Regions from separate parts of the Mus musculus genome. Here all the other regions are linked to region 3. The links are chromatin contacts, called in public Hi-C and targeted proximity ligation maps. All regions are on one chromosome and are shown on one strand. The core of a region is the stretch at or near the end of the contact, and the rest is flanking DNA. Distances in the headings are between cores, read along the strand shown. Region 1 holds the start of Macrod1 (mono-ADP ribosylhydrolase 1). Region 2 holds the start of Fermt3 (fermitin family member 3). Region 3 holds the start of Rasgrp2 (RAS, guanyl releasing protein 2). Region 4 holds the start of Drap1 (Dr1 associated protein 1 (negative cofactor 2 alpha)). Region 5 holds the start of Trpt1 (tRNA phosphotransferase 1). Region 6 holds the start of 4930481A15Rik (RIKEN cDNA 4930481A15 gene). Region 7 holds the start of Malat1 (metastasis associated lung adenocarcinoma transcript 1 (non-coding RNA)).

Evidence for each region. A called contact is a pair of places that touch in the nucleus more often than the background predicts.
Region 1: a targeted proximity ligation map of pro-B cells shows a contact between it and region 3, with 2.5 times the contacts expected there. A contact is called at or near these places in 1 of 39 promoter capture datasets (pre-B cells), 4 of 130 datasets of targeted methods (large pre-B cells, memory CD8 T cells, pancreatic cancer cells and 1 more) and 1 of 9 other capture datasets (liver).
Region 2: a targeted proximity ligation map of double positive thymocytes shows a contact between it and region 3, with 3 times the contacts expected there. A contact is called at or near these places in 12 of 39 promoter capture datasets (the 3T3-L1 cell line, the C10 cell line, cranial neural crest and 6 more), 12 of 130 datasets of targeted methods (T-cell acute lymphoblastic leukemia, bone marrow-derived dendritic cells, double positive thymocytes and 6 more) and 1 of 9 other capture datasets (liver).
Region 4: a contact with region 3 is called in a targeted proximity ligation map of pancreatic cancer cells. A contact is called at or near these places in 2 of 130 datasets of targeted methods (double positive thymocytes and pancreatic cancer cells) and 1 of 9 other capture datasets (liver).
Region 5: a contact with region 3 is called in a Hi-C map of B cells, with 15 read pairs. A contact is called at or near these places in 10 of 39 promoter capture datasets (the C10 cell line, cranial neural crest, embryonic stem cells and 5 more), 3 of 484 Hi-C or Micro-C datasets (B cells and embryonic stem cells), 16 of 130 datasets of targeted methods (SST interneurons, T-cell acute lymphoblastic leukemia, bone marrow-derived macrophages and 10 more) and 2 of 9 other capture datasets (embryonic stem cells and liver).
Region 6: a targeted proximity ligation map of bone marrow-derived macrophages shows a contact between it and region 3, with 3 times the contacts expected there. A contact is called at or near these places in 1 of 484 Hi-C or Micro-C datasets (B cells), 3 of 130 datasets of targeted methods (bone marrow-derived macrophages, double positive thymocytes and embryonic forebrain) and 1 of 9 other capture datasets (liver).
Region 7: a contact with region 3 is called in a targeted proximity ligation map of memory CD8 T cells, with 35 read pairs. A contact is called at or near these places in 1 of 39 promoter capture datasets (pre-B cells) and 3 of 130 datasets of targeted methods (double positive thymocytes, memory CD8 T cells and pancreatic cancer cells).

What each region holds. Positions count from the first base shown.
Region 1 is chr19:7,055,336-7,058,094 of GRCm38.p6, reverse strand. It overlaps Macrod1 (mono-ADP ribosylhydrolase 1), which reads right to left and starts at 1,327. Exons shown (of 11, transcript NM_134147.4): 1 at 913-1,327. The coding sequence starts at 1,204.
Region 2 is chr19:7,018,039-7,020,738 of GRCm38.p6, reverse strand. Fermt3 (fermitin family member 3) reads left to right here and starts at 1,270. Exons shown (of 15, transcript NM_153795.2): 1 at 1,270-1,461; 2 at 1,900-2,073. The coding sequence starts at 1,914. Stip1 (stress-induced phosphoprotein 1) reads left to right here. Exons shown (of 14, transcript NM_016737.2): 14 at 1-43.
Region 3 is chr19:6,399,213-6,401,912 of GRCm38.p6, reverse strand. It overlaps Rasgrp2 (RAS, guanyl releasing protein 2), which reads right to left and starts at 1,372. Exons shown (of 17, transcript NM_011242.3): 1 at 1,262-1,372; 2 at 50-192. The coding sequence starts at 122.
Region 4 is chr19:5,423,549-5,426,348 of GRCm38.p6, reverse strand. It overlaps Drap1 (Dr1 associated protein 1 (negative cofactor 2 alpha)), which reads left to right and starts at 1,370. Exons shown (of 7, transcript NM_024176.2): 1 at 1,370-1,676; 2 at 1,916-1,988; 3 at 2,074-2,167; 4 at 2,458-2,577; 5 at 2,696-2,789. The coding sequence starts at 1,635. AI837181 (expressed sequence AI837181) reads right to left here and starts at 1,205. Exons shown (of 2, transcript NM_134149.2): 1 at 1,041-1,205; 2 at 1-398. The coding sequence starts at 1,180.
Region 5 is chr19:6,994,584-6,997,385 of GRCm38.p6, reverse strand. It overlaps Trpt1 (tRNA phosphotransferase 1), which reads right to left and starts at 1,255. Exons shown (of 7, transcript NM_153597.2): 1 at 862-1,255; 2 at 609-690. The coding sequence starts at 921. It overlaps Nudt22 (nudix (nucleoside diphosphate linked moiety X)-type motif 22), which reads left to right and starts at 1,349. Exons shown (of 6, transcript NM_026675.2): 1 at 1,349-1,378; 2 at 1,651-2,144; 3 at 2,617-2,715. The coding sequence starts at 1,668.
Region 6 is chr19:5,405,423-5,408,122 of GRCm38.p6, reverse strand. It overlaps 4930481A15Rik (RIKEN cDNA 4930481A15 gene), which reads right to left and starts at 1,308. Exons shown (of 4, transcript NR_027938.2): 1 at 1,040-1,308.
Region 7 is chr19:5,801,140-5,804,029 of GRCm38.p6, reverse strand. Malat1 (metastasis associated lung adenocarcinoma transcript 1 (non-coding RNA)) reads left to right here and starts at 1,358. Exons shown (of 1, transcript NR_002847.3): 1 at 1,358-2,890.

The DNA of each region.
Region 1 (2,759 bases), core at 78-2,577, 660 kb before region 3:
CTGGACGAGCCCCGCAACTCCCGGCCAAGGTTGAGGGAGTGGCAAGTTCTGATTGCTCCCAAAGAAGACTGTCAAGTGCTTTAGGATCCTGGGCAGACTTGCAACAAGGGAGAGCTCTCTTTTCTAAAAAGGAACCAATCTGAGGTTACCTTCAACCCCGCTTGACCCAGCCCCCATGGTCACGCCCACTAGCAGCCCAGCCAATGGCCTTAGCCGCTCATTGGGAGGAGGATCGGCCCGGAATAATAAGGGAAGCACTGGCGCTGAAAGGCAGGGGCAGCTGGACTGCCACTCAGGGCTATTTGGGGCTCTGCACTTTGCATTCCAGTTAGCGACTAGGTCGTCCGGGACCCGTGGCCCCTTCCTGGCATGCCCGTCCAGGAGGAGAAATACTTTCATTCTTGAGGGAGTCAGTGATTCTCACAAGCCCACGCCCGATGTCAGCCTGCTCTCCAAGTTCTATGATCCCAGTCCCTCAAGAAGGAGCAAAGTGCTGGCAAGGGGCCAGAAGCCAGCAGGAGGGCAAAACGGGCACCTACCATACTCCCAGAGAGGCCCCCGAGCTGCCATTCTTGGGGCTACCTGACCCTACCTGATAGGCCAAGCTTCTACACTTTGCCTTTGCACACTCCCAGCCTGACCTTGGGGAAGTGAACTCTGGCCCTAAGCCTCAGTTTCCCTCCTGTGCATGCATGGAGGAAGGTGGCAGATCCCAGAGGATCTGGGGGTGTGGGGGGTGTGGACTACCTGGGACCATTGCTGAGGTAAGGCCGCCTTCCCCACTCGTTTAGTCAAGGGGTAACCTGGTGTAGGAGCTGGGTATGGATGTGGGCTAAAGGGGTTCCCGAGTGTCTCAGTTGCTCGTGGAGTGCCTTTCGGCCGGGGAGACCCACGCCCTGCGCTCACACTTACATTTGGCCTCCTTCCAGTCGGTGGAGGTGCTCAGGTCCACCTTCGCGGCCATGGCCAGGGGGGCCCAGGTGCGCACCCAGGCTCCACGCCCCGCCGCCCCCCACGCCCCAACTCCCGCCGAGAGCCACGCGCAGTAGCCGTGCTCGCCCAGTGCCACCAGGGGACCGCACGCACTGCCACGGGGCCGCGGGCCACCCGCCGAGCGGCCGGGCCAGGGGCGCAGGGAGACCAGCAGCTGCCCCGCCGCGCGCAGCTGTGCCAGGCGGCCGGACACTTGGCTCTGCAGCGACATGAGCAGGCGGTGCCGGGCGGCTCCCCGCCCACTCGGACTCTATTTACGGTGCTCCGGAGAGTCGCGCTCGGTCCCTTATTTACTCTGGGACGAGAGTGGCGCGTGCCAGCCCGTGGCGACCTGCTTAGAGACCGCGGGCGGCGCGCCGCTGGGCACCCTGGAACTTGTAGTTCCGTCCCGGCCCACTGCGCTCACGCACTGGTAGCACACACGTGCGCACCCAGCCTGTCTGTGTCCTCCCGAGTGTGGCTGCAGCCAACCTTCCGAAGCTCGGTGATTCGACAAGGCACTCCGTGCGTGGGTTTTCCCGCCAAGTCGGCTTCTAGTTCTTTCCGCCTAGTTGCCGTGGCTCATAAGTAAACTCGGTCCTATCGCGTGTTTTGTAGGCATAGAGAGACCTGGACTTGTGTTGGTGCCTCCGCATCACCCAGCTCTGCTTCTGATCCACAGCAGCTGCACGTTCCAGCCTGCCAAGGTGGGGCGGGGGTGATAGGTGCCGCGGACCTATGTGTTAGGGTGGGGCAACTTTTCTGAAGAGCTCGACCTCCCTTAAGCTCCAAGAGCCAAGCAGCGCCGACTGAATTCCACAGCAGCTCACAAGACATTAGTGAGATTTGACAGGAAGAAACCTAGGTGTCAAATAGGCATGGTAAGGCATACTTACAATCCAGCATTCCAGAGGGTGAGGGCGGAGGATCTTAGGAAAGTTTAGGATCAGCCTGACTTACAAGGCAGCCACATAGCAAGACCCTGTCTCAGTCAATAGGTCAGTCTAACAATCAATATAAAAAAGAGCCGGGCAGTGGTGGCGTATGCCTTTAATCCCAGCACTTGGGAGGCAGAGGCAAGCTGATTTCTGAGTTCGAGGCTAGCCTGGTCTACAGAGAGTTCCAGACAGCCAGAGCTACACAGAGAAACCCTGTCTTCAAAAACCAAAAACCAAAAAAAAAAAGGAGAAAAGGAGAGAGAATATGGATCTATAAATGTGGGTGTATAGAAACACTAGAGTAGTGACCTAAGAAGGATAATTTTTTTCTTCTTTATTTTTCTCCTTTTCTTTTGTTGTTGTTGTTGTTGTTGTTGTTGTTTTTTTTTTTTCTTCTCGAGACAGAGTTTCTCTTTGTAGCCCTGGCTGTCCTGGAACTCACTCTGCAGACCAGGCTGGCCTCAAACTCAGAAATCTGCTTGCCTCTGCCTCCCAAGTGCTGGGATTAAAGGCGTGCGCCACCACTGCCCGGCTAATTTTTTTTTTCCTCATATTCCATAATGACATATGCCTGTAACCTGTTCCCGGTTAGCCACTACTTCATATTCAGTTCCACACCAGCCTGGCCTACCTGAGAGCTGGTTGTCAGAGCTACCCAGTGAGACTCTACATTTTTATTTAAAAAGAAAGCGGGGGTGGGGGAGGGATTTAAATCCCGGGGCTGGAGAGATGACTCAGCAGTTAAGATCCCTGACTGCTGTTCCAGAGGACCAGAATTCTATTTCCAGCCCTCACATGGTGGCTCAAAAATCTTCTGTAACTCCAGTTCCAAGGGATGCCACGCCCTCT
Region 2 (2,700 bases), core at 21-2,520, 620 kb before region 3:
CTCAATAAAGAAGCCAGTCAGGCGTGGTTATATGTTGCTACGGTCTCCAGTGACTTTCTTCTCTTAAGACACAGTAGTGCTGAATTGGAAGCCAACACAAAGCCTTTTCTTGATGGCCTTGAAAGAAAGGTCGCTGAAGAGTGAGCTGTTTGCTTTGTCAGGGTGGCCACTAGGTGGAAGTGTCGCTCAACAACTGATGACCTACCTGCATTCTGATCAGCTTTGGGTTGATGTTCTGTGCAGTGCAGTCTTAGAGTGAACCTGCTAGGTCAACACTAGAACCTAACCTAGACTCAAGGTGGGTCAGAAAGCAGGCCTGAGACTAATACTGACAACAGCTCCTGCTGCTCCAATCCTGAGCTCCACACCACTATCTTCCTCCCACACTGTGACCAACACTGAACTTCCTCATTTGCTCCCAAAAGACTGCTTCCTGGGCTAGCAAGATGCTGAGTCCAGCACCAGGCTGTACTATGTCTTACGTTAGCCTAAACTAGCTTCCTGTCCCAACCCCAGGACTCCTCAGAGCAGCCTCTCCTAGTCACACTTAAAAAGCCTTACCTTGGGAGGAGAGGTTGGCACATACCCTTAATCCCAGCACTTGGGGCAGAGCAGGCAGATCTCTGAGTTCAAGGCCAGCCTGGTCTGCAGAGTGAGTTCTGGGACAGCCAAGGCTACACAGAAACCCTTTCTGAAAAAAGAAAAAACCACGTCCATTAATGGTAGGCTGCTGCCCTGAAAAGTCTACGTTCCTGCTCAGTTCCTTAGAGCAATTTGCATCCCAGTGCCTGGCATGGACATGAGGCTGTTGGACCACCAGAACCCTCTAAAGAGACGGGATAAAGGGTCCTGGAGGAAATCACATTGAGGTTTTATGAGGCAGAGAGGCTCTAGCATGTCACTGGACAGATTTAAGGCTGGTAGGTTTGGAAACAAGTCCTGTTTAAAGGTGGGAAGGACTTCACTGCTGACTGTAGACAGTCCCACTAAGAGCAGGCTGGAGCCGGGCAGTGGTGGCGCACCCAGCACCACCAGGGCCAGGTGGATTTCTGAGTTCGAGGCCAGCCTTGTCTACAGAGTGAGTTCCAAGACAGCCAGGGCTATACAGAGAAACCCTGTCTTGAACAACAACAAAAAATAATAATAAAAGAAAAAAGCAGGCTGGAGGTGCAACCAGTAGATGCCTGGGGGTGGGGTAAAGAGAACTTTGTGGTGTCACCCCAGCACTGTTCTTCCCTCATTTCCTGTGGTAACAAAAGCAAGGGCCCCGTGGAGCCCTCTGCGTGCTGGCAGTGTGCTTCCTGTACCCAGCAACAGCCCGCCCTGGGGAGGGACTAGTACAACTTTCATGATAAGGCCACTACAGGCTGACCTCTGAAGGAAGCAACTGAGCAGGACCAGGCCAGACCAGGGTAACAGGTGTCCCACTGCCACCTGCAGCTGCAGCCCGTTGCAGGCTAGGTAAGTGAAAGACCCAGGAGGACTCACTTGTCCCCTGCTCCGCCATTCTGTGCAGAGCAGCCACACTTGCCACCACCCTAGAGGCTTGGGTTAGAGTACTGGCTGTGAGCTGTGGGCCAGGACTTGTTTCTGAGATAGGTGGGCCTGGCAGAACTGTGAGTAGGAGAGTTGACCTGTTCTGGTACCTAGCAGGGTACTTTACAATGAGTATTGGGCCTTGGTGTCCCCACCTGTGAAACCTGAATTGGCAGGACAACGTGGACTCTAAGGAACTGTCTCTTCAGCCCAAACACTTAGGATAGTAAGAGGGTTTTATATTGACTGGATCACAGTAGCTCTCTGTACCAGTGTCCCCAAAGCCTACCCACCTACCCAGGGTACCCTAGGACTCCTGCTTATTTCTAGGCAGCCCACTGTCTACTCACCTTGTCTCAGCAGAAACAGCCGCAGCCATGGCGGGTATGAAGACAGCCTCCGGGGACTATATCGACTCTTCCTGGGAGCTGAGGGTGTTTGTGGGCGAGGAGGACCCTGAGGCCCAGTCTGTCACACTCCGAGTCACGGGGGAGTCGCACATTGGTGGGGTACTTCTGAAGATCGTGGAGGAAATCAGTGAGTCCCCGTGACCCTATGTATCCAGTCATGACAGCTCTCCCTGGCTTTTCTAGGCCATTCTCGCCTCTACTCATAACCTTGTCACAGTGACTCAGGCAACAGTCTTTAATTATTTGGTTCCAAAGAAGGTATTTCTTCAACTTCCCCTCTCCATACTTCCTCCAGCTCCTACTGGTTCTGTCTAGTCTCCAAGAGACAGACAACATGGTCCCCTGTGTGTCTTGCCTGTGCCGAGGCTTATTATGTTCCTGAGGGATGGCTAGGAGGTTCCTGGGGACCTGGCACCTACTCTCCTAAATTTCCTCCCCAGCAAACCACTTGGCAGGCTGCTGACAGTGGGTGAGAGGCCCTGCCCCCACAGGAAGTTACGGCAGAGTAGGCTAGGGCGATATCAGTCACCCAGAAGGCCCCATGAGGCTTCTCATCAACTTTACCAGCAGAGAATGAGAGTTATCACTTCCTGGGAGGATGGCAGGAAAGCCCCGATAGTCAGAGCCGGAAGACATCCCACCATGAGCTCCCGATAGTCAGAGCCGGAAGACATCCCACCATGAGCTCCCGATAGCCAGAGACAGAAGGCATCTCACCATGAGTGTGGGTCCTAGGCCTCTGGAATTGGGACAG
Region 3 (2,700 bases), core at 123-2,622:
TGGTTCAGGGTCCAGCTGGGTGTGACCCCTCGTGCTGCATGCAACTCACCAAACGCTTCGATGCAACCACGGAGCAGCTCCTCCACGGTGCAGCCCTTGTCCAGGTCCAGAGTGCTCGTCATGGCTGCCGGTGCCAGTAGGCTAGACCCAAGCTACACTCTCAGAGCCTCCCACGGTGCTCAATTCGGACCCCTGTCCTGGGAGAAGTGGGAGTCAGCAGAGGCGCGGGAGGTGGGGGGAGCGGCTCGGCGCGTAGGAACGGGGCGGAGTGGGCACGCCCCCTGCTGGGCATGGGCGGAGTTGCCTGCCGTTGCCCCTCTAGGGTTAAACGGTCCTGCCCCGGGATGGTGCAACTCGCTAGTTGGGAAATGGACTAGCTGAGAGGCTTCCGGCCCACCCGCGGAGTCGCGGGAGGTTAGAAGGGTTCTACGAGAATAAGGGACGAGCCAGGACCCCAGGGGTTAGTTAGTGCCCCAAGCCTCCTGGCGGGCCCTCCTCTCCTTGCATTTGCTCCCCACAGGCACCTGCAACACCCCACAGCTTGACTCTGCACTCCTCCCGCTTCCCCTCCCTTCACAGCCTCCCTTCCCCCGCAGGGTTATTTTGGGAACCCAGTGCCTGAGGGGACCTCGGAGGAATTTCTCCCTGGGATGGAAGGAGGGAGGAGGGAACCCAGGAGTCCTGCCTACATCTCCCCCTCCTGGGCTCCCCGAGTGGGAGGCGGGGCCGTAGCATCCCCCAGGGGCCTGCCCTTGGGGAGGAGGGCTAGAGAGAAGAACATTCCTGGGGCGGGGGGTGGGAGGGGTAGCCCACTGCGGTTGGGAGATGTCAGTGGGAAGCCAAAGCCTGGGAACCGCGGACTCCCAACCCACAAGTACTAAGGTCCCAGGAGTCCGGTCCTAGCCCTTCCAGAATTGCCATATATCTTCCCAACCTGGGCTCCCGCCTTCCCACCCACCCTGCTGCATAGTTAAATTGTGCGTGAGAGCACCGAGTAGGGAGCCCAGAAGGGGCCGCTAGCGCCATGGCCTGCATGACACCATTAATAATCCTGGTCATCAGTGGGGACTATAAAAGCACCCATGCAGGAACAAACACCTATTCTCTAGACTAGGTATTTGCCGAAGGCCAATGACCTACATTAAGTGCAAGAAGACCCTTTTCACACACACCAGGGTCATAGACACCTCCCGTCCTAATCACACACAATGGCACCCACATCCCATGCACACCTGCAATGAAAATCCTCAGCCACACATACCCAAGTCCTTTACTTCAGAATGCAAACCTGAATGCAGTTCACCTCCCAGACCTTCTGTTCACTTGAACCAGCTCAGCCTCTGATCTCTCGATCACAGTAGCTCTGACATCTGAACACGTGTGCACACACGCAAAGACAGTGCATCTCCACGCATGTACACTCCCACACGCATCCACATACCCCCTGGTTGCGCACACACCCATTCTGCCGCCCCTCCCCCCTCAACCAGGCTCCAGGGCTCGCAGCCCCAAAGCCTGGGGTTCTTTACATTCCTGGATCTCGCCAAAACCTTGTCCCAAGGAAAGGGACCTCGCCCTTACACAGACTCCCCTACATTAGGGAATCCTCCCGAGGACTTCTCAGAGTCGTTCCCTCCTGACTGTTACTTCCTTGCTGGGTGACCTTGAGAATCATTTAGTCTCTCTGAACCTCAATTTTCCCATCTGTCAAATGGGGACTTGCAGGGAAGAGCCTGGTAGATACGTTTCAGGCGAGCACCGGAATGCCTCGAACGCCCCCCTCCTGCGGGTGGCTCTAAGTGCCTCATCCCCTCCGCAAGCTCTGTCCCACCCAGGACCGCAGATTCCCCACCCACCCGCAGTCCCCGCCAGCCTGCCCCTAGGAGATCCCTAGGGGCCGCACCCTCTGTGTCCCACGCCCCACCCGCGCGCGTGCTCGCTCACTCACTCTTGGGACCCGCAGCGCGGACCCCGAACCCTGCCCGGCCAGCGCCACCTCCGTGCGCTCCCGCCCGCCGGCCTCGCTGCGGCTGCGGCTCCCACCCGGTCTCCGCGCCGCGGCCCAGCGCCCTGCCGCCCCGCCCCCTCCCCGCCCCTGCACCCCGCGCCGCGCCTCCTCCACCGGGGACTCCCCCTCTCGCCCCGCGCGCGCCGGGCCCTGAAGCAGATTAACCCCTCCCCTGCCGCCCCAGAGAGTTTAACCGCGGGCGGGGGGCTGCGCCACTGTTGGTGTGGGGACCGCGTGCAGCAGCCCTCCCCCACCGCGACACCCCCGGGCTCTGCGCCCCGCCTGGGTGTCGCACGGAGGAAGCCGGGAGGGGCAGGAAGCGGACTGCGGTGGGGAAGGGGCGCCCCGCCCAGCCCCCCGGTCCGGGTTCCTGTTTTCGAGACAAACCGTTCCCACGGGGTTCACCCTGCCCGGGCCCGGGCGTCTTCCTGCGGGCGGCGGAGGCCCGGGCGTGGTGGAGGTCGCGGGCGTGGGGCTGCGGATCCTTGCGATGGCCTGGGGGAGGGGCTGGGACAGAATGCGAGCTGGTTTTGGTCCAGTGGAGCCTCAAAAAGCCAGGAATGAATGAACGAACACGCGGCTCCCTGGGAACCCAGGTTCGTTGTCTAGAGATGGGGCGAGGGACACCCCACTGGGCAAGAGAGAAAGAGGCGTCTATAAATTGGGTAGGTGCTTTGCAGTTTCGGAACTGG
Region 4 (2,800 bases), core at 121-2,620, 980 kb after region 3:
GGTGAATCAGCCACTTGCCGGAGAGCACATGGTGGGTGATGGCCAGCTGGCGCAGGGTACCTGGTGTGATGGGTCGCCCACTGGTCTGCAGAGCCTCCCAGGCCGCCTGCAGCCCTTGTACATCCCCTGAGTTGGGGGTGTAACCCTGCCCATAGGCTGCAATCCAGCCCACAGGTTCAGAGTTGGGTGAACCTGGGTCCCCATAGCGAGTAACTTGAGATGGTGGGTACTTGGCCAACCAGGCATCCAGCTCTGTGGCAGGTGTGGTACGGGCATCAAATACCAGCCAGGGGTCCATATCGGCTGCCATGGCCTCTGCAGCCAGGTGCTCAGCAGTGAAGCCATCCTCCCGGCCACCTGGAGAGTCTTCCTCTTCCAGCTCCTCATTTGGTTCCATCCTGTTGTGAGGGAACTGAGTCAGAGGTTTGAGACAGTAAATAAAAAGTGCTGGGTCCTGGAGGGTGCCAGGCACTGCAGTAAACTGTGGCCCTGGGCAAGACATAATGTCTGTGCCTCAGTTGCTTCATCTTCACAATGGGTAACAACTGATCCTGTCTAGATTTGTCTCCAGAATAAGACGCCTGAGGTGGAGTAGCTATAGTTAGTACTACTTTCACTGCTTACAAACAAGGAAATTGAAACTCTTAAGAAAAGGGGCTTGCCCAAGGTCATGCCCGTAAAGAGCGCCAGAGCTTAAGTGTGAACTGGCACGGGGCTCGGCTACACCACCGGACTAGAGTCCTGCAAGGTAGCGCGGCGCTGCAATATAATGGACGTAGGCAAAACGCAGGGTCGCCAACCTCAGAGGATGGCTGTAGAGGGCCAGGCCTCCCCCGGTGAACGATTGGGGGCACCGTGAAACACCGAGGCTCTGAGCCCCAGAGAGGGCAGCGGCCCATCAGGGGGTCAATGGGTACCATCCAGACTCGAACCAGATAGGACCAGGCCTGCGCGAGGACCAGGCTCCAGCCCTACCACATCCGCCGCCATTAGTGCCCACAGCTTAAGGGTTGCCGTCCCTCTCGCCACCCCGCAGTCACCTCCGGCCTTCACTCCGTTCCGCGCCAACCCAACTTCGGGCCCGGCTCCGTTCCTGCCCGGGATCTGCTGCGCCGCCGCCGCCGCCGCCGCCACCCCCGCCGCGCCCCGCCCCTGCCACGGCCGCCGCCGCCGCCGCCATCTTAGGGTCCCGCCACCTCAACAACAACTTTATAGACAAACACAGTCACGGGGCGGGGCCAGAGGCGGAACCAGAAGGCTAGGGGCGGGGGCTCCAGGGGAAGGGGCGGGCAGCGTCCAGGGGCGGAGCCGGCGCGAGAATCCCGGGAGGTGCAGGTCTTCGGGAGGCGGAGCTAACGTTCGTACTTTAGCTTGGGGGGCGGGTGGGCGTGGCGGGCGAGCCCGGGGAAGGACGCGCACCGCCCCAGAGGATCCGAAGCCCAGCGCTCGAGTTTGGGGAGCTGCTTGTCTACGGGCGGCACTAGGACCCTGCGGGAAGTGGTGTAGGCGGAGTAAACGGCACCAGGACCCGGGGAGGGTGGGGGGGGGGACCGCGGCGGGCCGGCGGCGGACAGGCCCGGGGCCGGGAGGCTGCGGGCGGCGGCGCTGGGCCCGGCGCAACGAGAGGCCCCGAGATGCCAAGCAAGAAGAAGAAGTATAACGCGCGGTTTCCGCCGGTGAGCACGTGGCCCGGATGGGCCCCGGCAGGCAGGGCTCCCGGGAGGCTTGGGCCCAGGTCCTGCTGGTGGGGGGGGCGGGTGCCTTTAGGTGTTCACGGCCTGACGCCCCGCCCCTTCCATGCCCTCCTGACTTAGCGCCCCCCGCCCTCTTCTCCTTCTCCCGGGATACCCCCGGTTCCCTCTGTCCCCCGTGTTAGGGACGCAAGAGACGAGCTCTGTCCTCTTCCTTTCGGCAGGCGCGGATCAAAAAGATCATGCAGACGGACGAAGAGATTGGGAAGGTGGCGGCAGCTGTGCCTGTCATCATCTGTATCCTACTAGGGGCCGGTTGGGCTGAGGGGCGTGGGGCGGGACTGCGGCACTCCCCTTTTTGGATTCTCCTTGACGTCTTCAGCCCGGGCCCTTGAGCTCTTCCTGGAGTCCCTGTTGAAGAAGGCTTGCCAGGTGACCCAGTCTCGAAATGCCAAAACCATGACCACGTCCCACCTGTGAGTGGCCGCCGAGCTGGGAGGGGCTTTTGAGGAGGCAGAGTTCCGACAGGGGGAGTGGTGCAAGGCCCAGGGAGGCCAGCTTTGTGGATTTGGACTGATGCAGGAGAGATTAGGTGTTTCAGGTGCAGGGAATACAACCAGATCCGAGCCACCGGCCCTCCCAGGAGGCCTGGTGGAAGTAGGGGTGTTTTTAACGTTCCACTGTACTGACACGAAGAAGTTGTTTGTATCCTTCCCTAAGTGTTTTGGGGGCCCCATTTGAACCCCTTCCTTTCCCACTTCTTTAGGAAGCAGTGCATTGAACTCGAGCAGCAGTTTGACTTCTTGAAAGACTTGGTGGCATCAGTGCCTGACATGCAGGGGGATGGGGAGGACAACCACGTGGATGGGGACAAGGGTCCTCGAAGGTGGGTAGCCAAGACCCGGTATACAGGTGGGGAAGGCCAAGGCCACAAGGTTGGGGGTGGCTGGGGGATGAACCAGGAGGAGAGAGTCCTCGTGCAGATGGACTGTACCTTCCCGAAGGGGCCGGAAACCGGGCAGCAGCGGCAGGAAGAACGGAGGCACGGGAAGCAAAGGCAAAGACAAGAAGCTGTCCGGGACAGACTCTGAGCAGGAGGTGAGTGAGGC
Region 5 (2,802 bases), core at 6-2,505, 600 kb before region 3:
AATGAGGCTTTCTAGATGGTGCCACAATTAAAAAAAGCACTGGCTGTTCTTCCTAAGGACCTGGGGCCGGGTCCCAGCACTCACACGGCAGCTCCCAACCACCTGTAATTCCTGTCCCACTGGAATGCAATGCTCTCTTCTGGCCTCTGCGAGAGCCAAGTATGCACGTGGGGCAGGCAAAACACTCATGCACATAAAAAACCAAAACCAAAACCAAGACAAACAAACAAACAAAACACTACAAAAAGAAACCAGAACAGTGTGTCTGCTCCAGGGAGAGTAACATAGCAAGCACTAAGTATCCGCCCACAGCGGCCATTCAATAAACATCAGTTGTTCAGTATGCTCCTCTGTCCATCCTTGGGAAGTGTTGATTGGGCCAGTTGGTCGAAAGAGACATCATGAAGTCCAGCCTAGACAGGGGCTCCTCTTCCAGAGGATATGAAAGAGGTTCTGGGCCTTGTACATTTTTTCCCCTGTACATTTGGAGGGTGTGTCTATTCTGCATTCCTCTTGGGGCAATGTTAAGAATTAAAGTCGAGGAGACAGAGGTTCCAGTTGCTCTCTGGGCTCCCACCATTCCTCCCAGTTCCAGCATGGTTACTTACCAGCTCGCATGGGAAGTCCCAGCTTCAAGGCCCCGTGGCGAAGGGCATAGGACAGAGCCTTAGACAGCTGCACATTTCGGTCCTGAAAGAGTCCAGTGATGATCTGAGTTTCAGTAGCCAGCCCTGGATGTCCTACTGCTAAGGCAGGCTAGAACAGCGCCCATGGTGCTGCAGTCTACCCCACCAAGAAGCTAAGGCTCAGAGGGTCTCTCCCATGTCCTAGCGTTGTGGGTAAGGCTGGAAAGGTGCGCACCTGTTCCCGGGGTCTATGAGTCCTTCTACCTTCCTTCCTCCTTCCTCCAGGGGCGTTCATGATCAAGACCTGTAGGGAGCAGGGAGTGTGGGTTCTCTGCCCAGAAAGTTACAAAAGCTCAGGATAAGAACCGCACTGCTCATCCCACCCTAGTTCAGCAAGGGAACTTGAGGCCCAGCGGGCGAGACTTGCTCAAGGTCACACTGGCAGCCTCGAGGCCCGAGGGATCCGGACCAGACCCCGGGCCCTGAAATCAGATCACAGCACGGCTGCCCCGGGCACCGGGCTGGCGTATGCGTTGACAAGTAGGTCGGCGGGTCTGCATAGATCTGAAGGGCTCCACTGCGGAGGGCGGGATCCGGACCTGAACACGGACTGGCTAATGGGAAGCCAGGAAAGAAAGGGGCGGGTACTTCCGCTTGGGGAAAGGGGTGGACTTTGGGGGCCGGGCCAGCCGCTAAATTCCGAGATCAAGCTTCCAGATCCTGGGAGTAGATCAAGCGTGTCCAGGTTGGAGGTAGGACTCCTGGAGTTGGGGGGGGGGGGGGCGGGGGCCTTGAGAGTTTTGGGGACCTAGTGCTGCTGGGTGGTAGGGTTGCCAGAGGCTTTAGGGGTTTGGGACAGCAGGATTCCAGGGCGCCTGCTGAGCTCAGTACTCTTGCTGGAATGATGCTCGCAATAAGTAGTCAGGGATCTGCAAAAGGACTGGGGAGCACTCAGGAGTTCTGTGGAAGAGAGGGTCAGCTCGTTTCCTAGAGTGACAGGATGGCCATCTGTGTCCTCTGCCAGAGCTGCCCTGTCAGACTATGGACCCCGAGGTGTCCCTGCTGCTGCTGTGCCCTCTTGGGGGACTTTCCCAGGAGCAGGTAGCAGTGGAGCTGAGCCCGGCTCATGACCGTCGTCCATTGCCTGGAGGAGACAAGGCCATCACTGCCATCTGGGAGACTCGGCAACAGGCCCAACCTTGGATCTTTGATGCTCCCAAGTTCCGCCTTCACTCAGCCACACTGGTGTCCAGCTCGCCTGAGCCACAGCTGCTCCTGCACTTGGGTCTAACTTCCTACCGGGACTTCCTGGGCACCAACTGGTCCAGCTCAGCCTCCTGGCTGCGACAGCAGGGCGCTGCAGATTGGGGTGACAAGCAAGCCTATCTGGCAGACCCACTGGGGGTGGGTGCCGCACTGGTCACAGCTGACGACTTCCTTGTCTTCCTGCGCCGCTCTCAGCAGGTAGCGGAAGCTCCCGGACTGGTGGATGTACCCGGTGGGCACCCTGAACCTCAGGTAAGATGACTGGCTAGGTCCAAAGGCTCAAAATCCAAGCACTCCTGGTCCTGGTTTCCTCTTCTCATAAAGGGAAAACCGGCTTGGTATTTCTGAGCCTGCAGGCGCATGCTCTGCTGTCCAGGAGAATGTGGGGCCCAGCTGAGCACAACCCATGACTCTCCACCACTACTGGGAGGAAACAAGGTGCTCACTGCCATCTGGGAGCCCCAGCCATAAATCTAAGCTGGAACACACCTATGGAAGCTAGGGAACATGGGAGGAGAGACTGAAGGGAGGATGCCTCTTCTTATCCGATCCATGTAATCCTTCCTAGCTGGGCTTCCGATTGCTCTCCTTGGAATAGGTGGGCCTGGGTTAGGGATTGCCAGGACTCTCACACTGAGTCTGCTCCAGGCCTCCATGCCCAGCAAGAGAAAAGCGGCGGTGTGGGAAGTGGCATAGATGAAATCTGAGCCTCAACTTTTCACAGGCCCTGTGCTCTGGTGGCATCCCCCGGCACAAGGACCTCCCCGGGTTGCTGGTGGTACGAGAACTCTTCTCCAGTGTCCTACAGGAGATCTGTGATGAGGTGAGCCACCAGGACCCCAGACAGCATAGAGGGTATGGGTAAGAGGGTAGAATTGGCTAGAAATCCACAGTGCTGGGCCAGAGTGGG
Region 6 (2,700 bases), core at 59-2,558, 990 kb after region 3:
GCACACACCTTTAAGAAAATTTGAGGCTAGCCTGAGCTGCAGAGTAAGATAGTGGAGGTGACCCCCCTAAAACATAAAATAGGGGATAGTGAGGTGACTCAATGGGGAAAGTGCTCTCTGTGCAAGCCGGATGACATGAGTTCAATTCCCAGAACCCACATGAAAGTGGCAAGAGAGAACAAAGTTGACTTCTGACCCCACATACATGCTGTGGCAGTAGCCACCCCCTTCCTATCATGCACACACAATAACAATAAAAATAAATAGAACAAATGAATGAGTGATTTAAAATAAAGTGACTGGTTTTACGTCACCGTCAGATCTCTGAGCTTGACTCACTCTTACTTTGTGTTCGCCTCTCTGAACTTGATTTAGAACAACACAGTTGCTGCTCTCCTGGCCAGTGGAGCCCCTACCATCGAGCACAGAGGGAAGCGTCCTTCCTATCCTCACCCTCTACTCCAAACTCCTGCTCTCCTATTGTAAAGGGATGGGAGGAGAACGGTGGTAAAGGAGGAGTGGGCATGACTGGCTCCTCCAGGTGCTGGATAAAGCTACTCCAGCAAGATAAAGCTACTCCAGCAGGAAGAGATGCTCAGCAGATGGGAGAGTGTACCACAGATGGGAGAGTGTACCACAGATGGGAGAGTGTACCACAGATGGGAGAGTGTACCACAGATGGGAGAGTGTACCACAGATGGGAGAGTGTACCACAGAGGGTTCAGCTTCCAGGTCCCACATAGCGGCTCATAACGATCTGTAACTTCAGTTTCAGTGACCAGCGCCCTCTTCTGGACTCTCTGGGCATGTGGGGCACGGACATACACGCAAGCAAAACATCCTTACACATTTAAAGAGTTTAAACTACAAAAGCTGTTCTTATCTGTGGGTGCTGCCTGTGTTTTCTGGGACACCTTTCCAGATCGACCCCAACTTCAGCAAATGGTAGCCCCTATGTTTCGATGGCTCTGATTTTCTTCCCTCTGGCACACGCAGACCCATTCTATGGGGGCTCCCCTCACAGGATCCGTTTTTTTACCTTAGGGTTAGTCAGTCTCCACTGCCAGGCCATACGCTTGCTGGAGGTCACGGCACTACTGACGCCCTGGGCCACCACAACACCAGTGAGCCTCTTGAGCTTTCTTAGAGCACTTAGTACCAGATTTAGAATTAGAAGACAATTCACCAGTCAGGCGTGTGGTGCAGGCCTTTAGTCCCAGCACCCAGCAGGGGCAGGTGGATCTTTGAGTTTGAAGCCAGCCTGGTCTACAGAGTGAGTTCCAGTCCAGTCAAGGTTACATGTTGGGAGCCGCCCCCACATTCGCCGTCACAAGATGGCGCTGACATCCTGTGTTCTAAGTGGTAAACAAATAATCTGCGCATGTGCCAAGGGTATTTTACGACTACTTGTACTCTGCCTTTCCCGTGAACGTCAGCTCGGCCATGGGCTGCAGCCAATCAGGGAGTGATGCGTCCTAAGCGAAGGATAACTCCTCCTTAAAGGGGACGGGGTTTCGGCCATTCTCTCTTGCTCTGCGCGCCCGGCGCTCTGGCTCCTAAAGATGTAAACAATAGAGCGCGCTCTGCGCTTTGGCGCGCCGGAGCTCTGGCTCCTAAAGATGTAAGATTGGGGTGGCTTTCGCTTTTGGGGCTGGGGGTTTGCGCTCCTGGCTCCTGAAGATGTAAGCAATAAAGTTTTGCCGCAGAAGATTCTGGTTTGTTGTGTTCTTTCCTGGCCGGTCGTGAGAACGCGAATAAGAGTTACACAGTGAAATCATGTCTTGAAAAAAAAAACAAACATAAAAAAGGAGGAGGAGGAGGAGGAGGAGGAAGAGGAGGAGGACAGGAAGAGGGAAAGAAGACAGTTTAGTAGCTTCAGGTTTGAGATCTCAGCAGGATACCAGCTGTTTCCAAACTGATGTCATTACCAACTCACTCTCTCAAAATTTACCCTAGAGGCTGGCAAGACACCTCAGCGGGTAAAGGAGCCACGAAACATAACGTCAACCTAAGCTTGACAGCTGAGACTCACACGGCAGAAGGGGAGAACTGACTATAAGTTATCCTCCCAGTGGTCACATGCATCCCAGACCACACACCCCAGCCTATCCACAAATAGATAAATAAGTGTAAAAGTCTAAGAAATCTACCCTTGCACCGGGAGCACGTTTCAGGAGGCAGGGTGCGTGCCTGGGATGCAAGAAGCCTTGAGTTAAGGGTCCAGCACCAAATAAACCAGGCACAGTGGCGAGCACTGTAATCTCCACGCTAGGGAGGTGGAGGCAGGAGGATCAGAAGTTGAAGTTTATCCTTGTCTGTATAGCAAGTTCAAAGCTAGCCTGGGCTACATTAGACTCTTTCTTAGATAGATAGATAGATAGATAGATAGATAGATAGATAGATAGATAGATAGATAGAATCCAATTTGAATCCATTCATACTTCTGACAAGGATGAGGGTCAAAAGTGGCAGAGTGTGGATCAGGCTGGGGCTGGAGAGACAGCTCAGAGGATAAGAGCACTGGCTGCTCTTCCAGAGGATTTCGGTTGGGTTCCCAGCACCCACATGGAGGCTCACAACTGTAACTCCTTTCCAGATCCAGTGTTCTCTTCTGACCTCAGCAGGCACTGAATTCATGTGATATACATACAGATATACTTGTGGGTAAAACACCCATACATATCAAGTAAAAATGTCAAT
Region 7 (2,890 bases), core at 109-2,608, 600 kb after region 3:
TCCCACGACTCCAGCAGCTTTTCTAAAAATCCAGGCAGCCTCCAGTTTACGGGATCAACCCGAGACTCGCTTCCCTTTGAAAATTCTAGAGTATAAAGTAAACGTACGAGCAAAGTATGTGTCTTAACACTTAATGGATGACATAGAGACCAAAAAAGCCATGTCCGTGGGCCCAGTAGGCCGCAATAAGGGGCGACCAGGAAACTGCAGCACAGCCCCCCGCAGCCGCCCTGCTCCCACACCAGTCATTCCAGCACCGTGGTGAAGGCGCTTGGGGGCGGGGCGGGGCGCGCCTGCGCAGCGAGGCTCTGCAGCAGAAACTTTGCCTAGACCGGCTGGAACCGGTTAGAACCGGTCGAACCCGGCCGGCTGCCAGCCCTCGATTCAGCAGCTCACAAAGGGAGGCGGCGACTCACGACCCGCGTATCCTTGCGCCTCTCCCCACCCCCTTTGTCCTCGCGACGGGTTCCGCGGTCCTCCCCGCCCTCCCTGGCGCGGCCCCCGCTTTCTGCGCCCAGTGACGCTTTCTCCATGGTCCTGGGAGAAAGAGAAAAACATCCTTTCCCCTCCGTCGTAGTTTTAGGAAGCGATGAGATAGACCTGGGGACCTTGCCGCCACGGGCCGGGCTCTGACGGTTATTAGCGCAGTGCGGGTGGTGCTCGGCATGGCCGCCAAGGTCGCCGTGCCCTCACCTGCAGCGACCATGGCCTTGCTGGGCTGAGACCGCAGCCTAACATGGCGGACGTAGGCAAGCACCAAAGCGCTCGTGTACCCGGGCTCGGAAAAGTGGCCCCGAGAGCAGCCGGAGGCTGCAGGTCGTCCCTACAGGAGCATTCCCAGTATAAACCAGTACAAAGTGTCACCACCTCAGAAGCCACTCGCAGGGCCGGTCACTTTCCGAGAGACCTCCATCTTGTTTCGCATGAAATGGCAGCCGCTCGGGGAGTTACAAAATGGGAAGTGGAAGCTGAAGCTGTGGGAAAGCCTGTTTTAACACTTGCAACATACGCTATACCCTCTGTCCTCCCAGGAAAACGCAAAAGGTGTTGAAACATCTGAAAAACTTGGGGCTCCCATTTTTAATAGCTATTAGTTCATGTTTTTTCTCCTTGTGACCAGAAATTTTAAACCTATTTGTACCTATTTAGCTGGTACAAGCTAAACATTTCTCTGTATTAGCAAGGTCCAAGAGGCCCACACGACGTCAAGAAAAATCTAGAAACTTGGAAGTCAGGATCTATTTTTAACTCTCTGAGGAACTATTTTTCTTCCTTCACCAAGGTGGTGGAGGGTTACTAGGTTCCGGTGGAGTGACGTGTCCCTTTGCAATAAATACCGGCGCTCCGGGCTCTGCGTCAGGCATTCAGGCAGCGAGAGCAGAGCAGCGTAGAGCAGCACAGCTGAGCTCGTGAGGCAGGAGACTCAGCCCGAGGAAATCGCAGATAAGTTTTTAATTAAAAAGATTGAGCAGTAAAAAGAATTAGAACTCTAAACTTAAGCTAATAGAGTAGCTTATCGAAATATTACTTAGTCTTAATAATCTAAGAAGATCTTAAGAGATAACATGAAGGCTTATTTAAACAGTTTGAAAAAGGAAATGAGGAGAAAAGTATTTGTACTGTATAATGGAGGCTGACCAGAGCAGTTTAGGAGATTGTAAAGGGAGGTTTTGTGAAGTTCTAAAAGGTTCTAGTTTGAAGGTCGGCCTTGTAGATTAAAACGAAGGTTACCTAAATAGAATCTAAGTGGCATTTAAAACAGTAAAGTTGTAGAGAATAGTTTGAAAATGAGGTGTAGTTTTAAAAGATTGAGAAAAGTAGGTTAAGTTGACGGCCGTTATAAAAATCCTTCGACTGGCGCATGTACGTTTGAAGGCATGAGTTGGAAACAGGGAAGATGGAAGTGTTAGGCTAGCCGGGCGATGGTGGCGCACGCCTTTAATCCTAGCACTTGGGAGGCAGAGGCAGGCGGATTTCTGAGTTCGAGGCCAGCCTGGTCTACAGAGTGAGTTCCAGGACAGCCAGGGCTACACAGAGAAACCCTGTCTTGAAAAAACAAAAAGGTTAGGCTAGTATTTGGAGAAAGAAGATTAGAAAATGGAAGTGAAAGACGAAGAAGACATACAGGAAGGTGAAGAAAAAGCTGTTAGAGAAGATAGGAAAATAGAAGACAAAGCATCTTTAGAAGACAGAAAAGGTACTTAAAGGCACAGGTAGTAGGAAGCCGAAGAATAGAAGATAGAAAGAAGCAAGATAGAAAAACAAAATGGAAGTTAAGACAACTTTGGATGCCAGCATTCAAGATAGGCAAAGAAGATAAGATTGAGGCCAAAAGGTTGGATAAGATATAAAGTCAGAAGGAAATTATCTTTAAAGCCATAAGTTCAAATTTCTGATGGAGCGAGCAGTTTAGAAGAGTCTTTAGACAGCCACATACAAGATTGAAGCTAGCAATCAAAGCTACTAGGACTGAAGTAAAAAGTTAAGGCAGAATGCCTTTGAAGAGTTAGAAGAATATTAAAAGCCTTAACTTGTAGCTTAATTTTGCTTGATGACAAAAGGACTTTTGATAACAGTTTCAAGATTGTCAGCATTTTGCATTGGACTTGAGCTGAGGTGCTTTTAAAATCCTAACGACTAGCATTGGCAGCTGACCCAGGTCTACACAGAAGTGCATTCAGTGAACTAGGAAGACAGGAGCGGCAGACAGGAGTCCCGAAGCCAGTTTGGTGAAGCTAGGAAGGACTGAGGAGCCAGCAGCAGCAGTGCATGGTGAAGATAGCCCAGGAAAGAGTGCGGTTCGGTGGAGGAAGCTAGGAAGAAGGAGCCATACGGATGTGGTGGTGAAGCTGGGAAAGGGTTCCAGGATGGTGGAGCGAGAGCGAGTTGG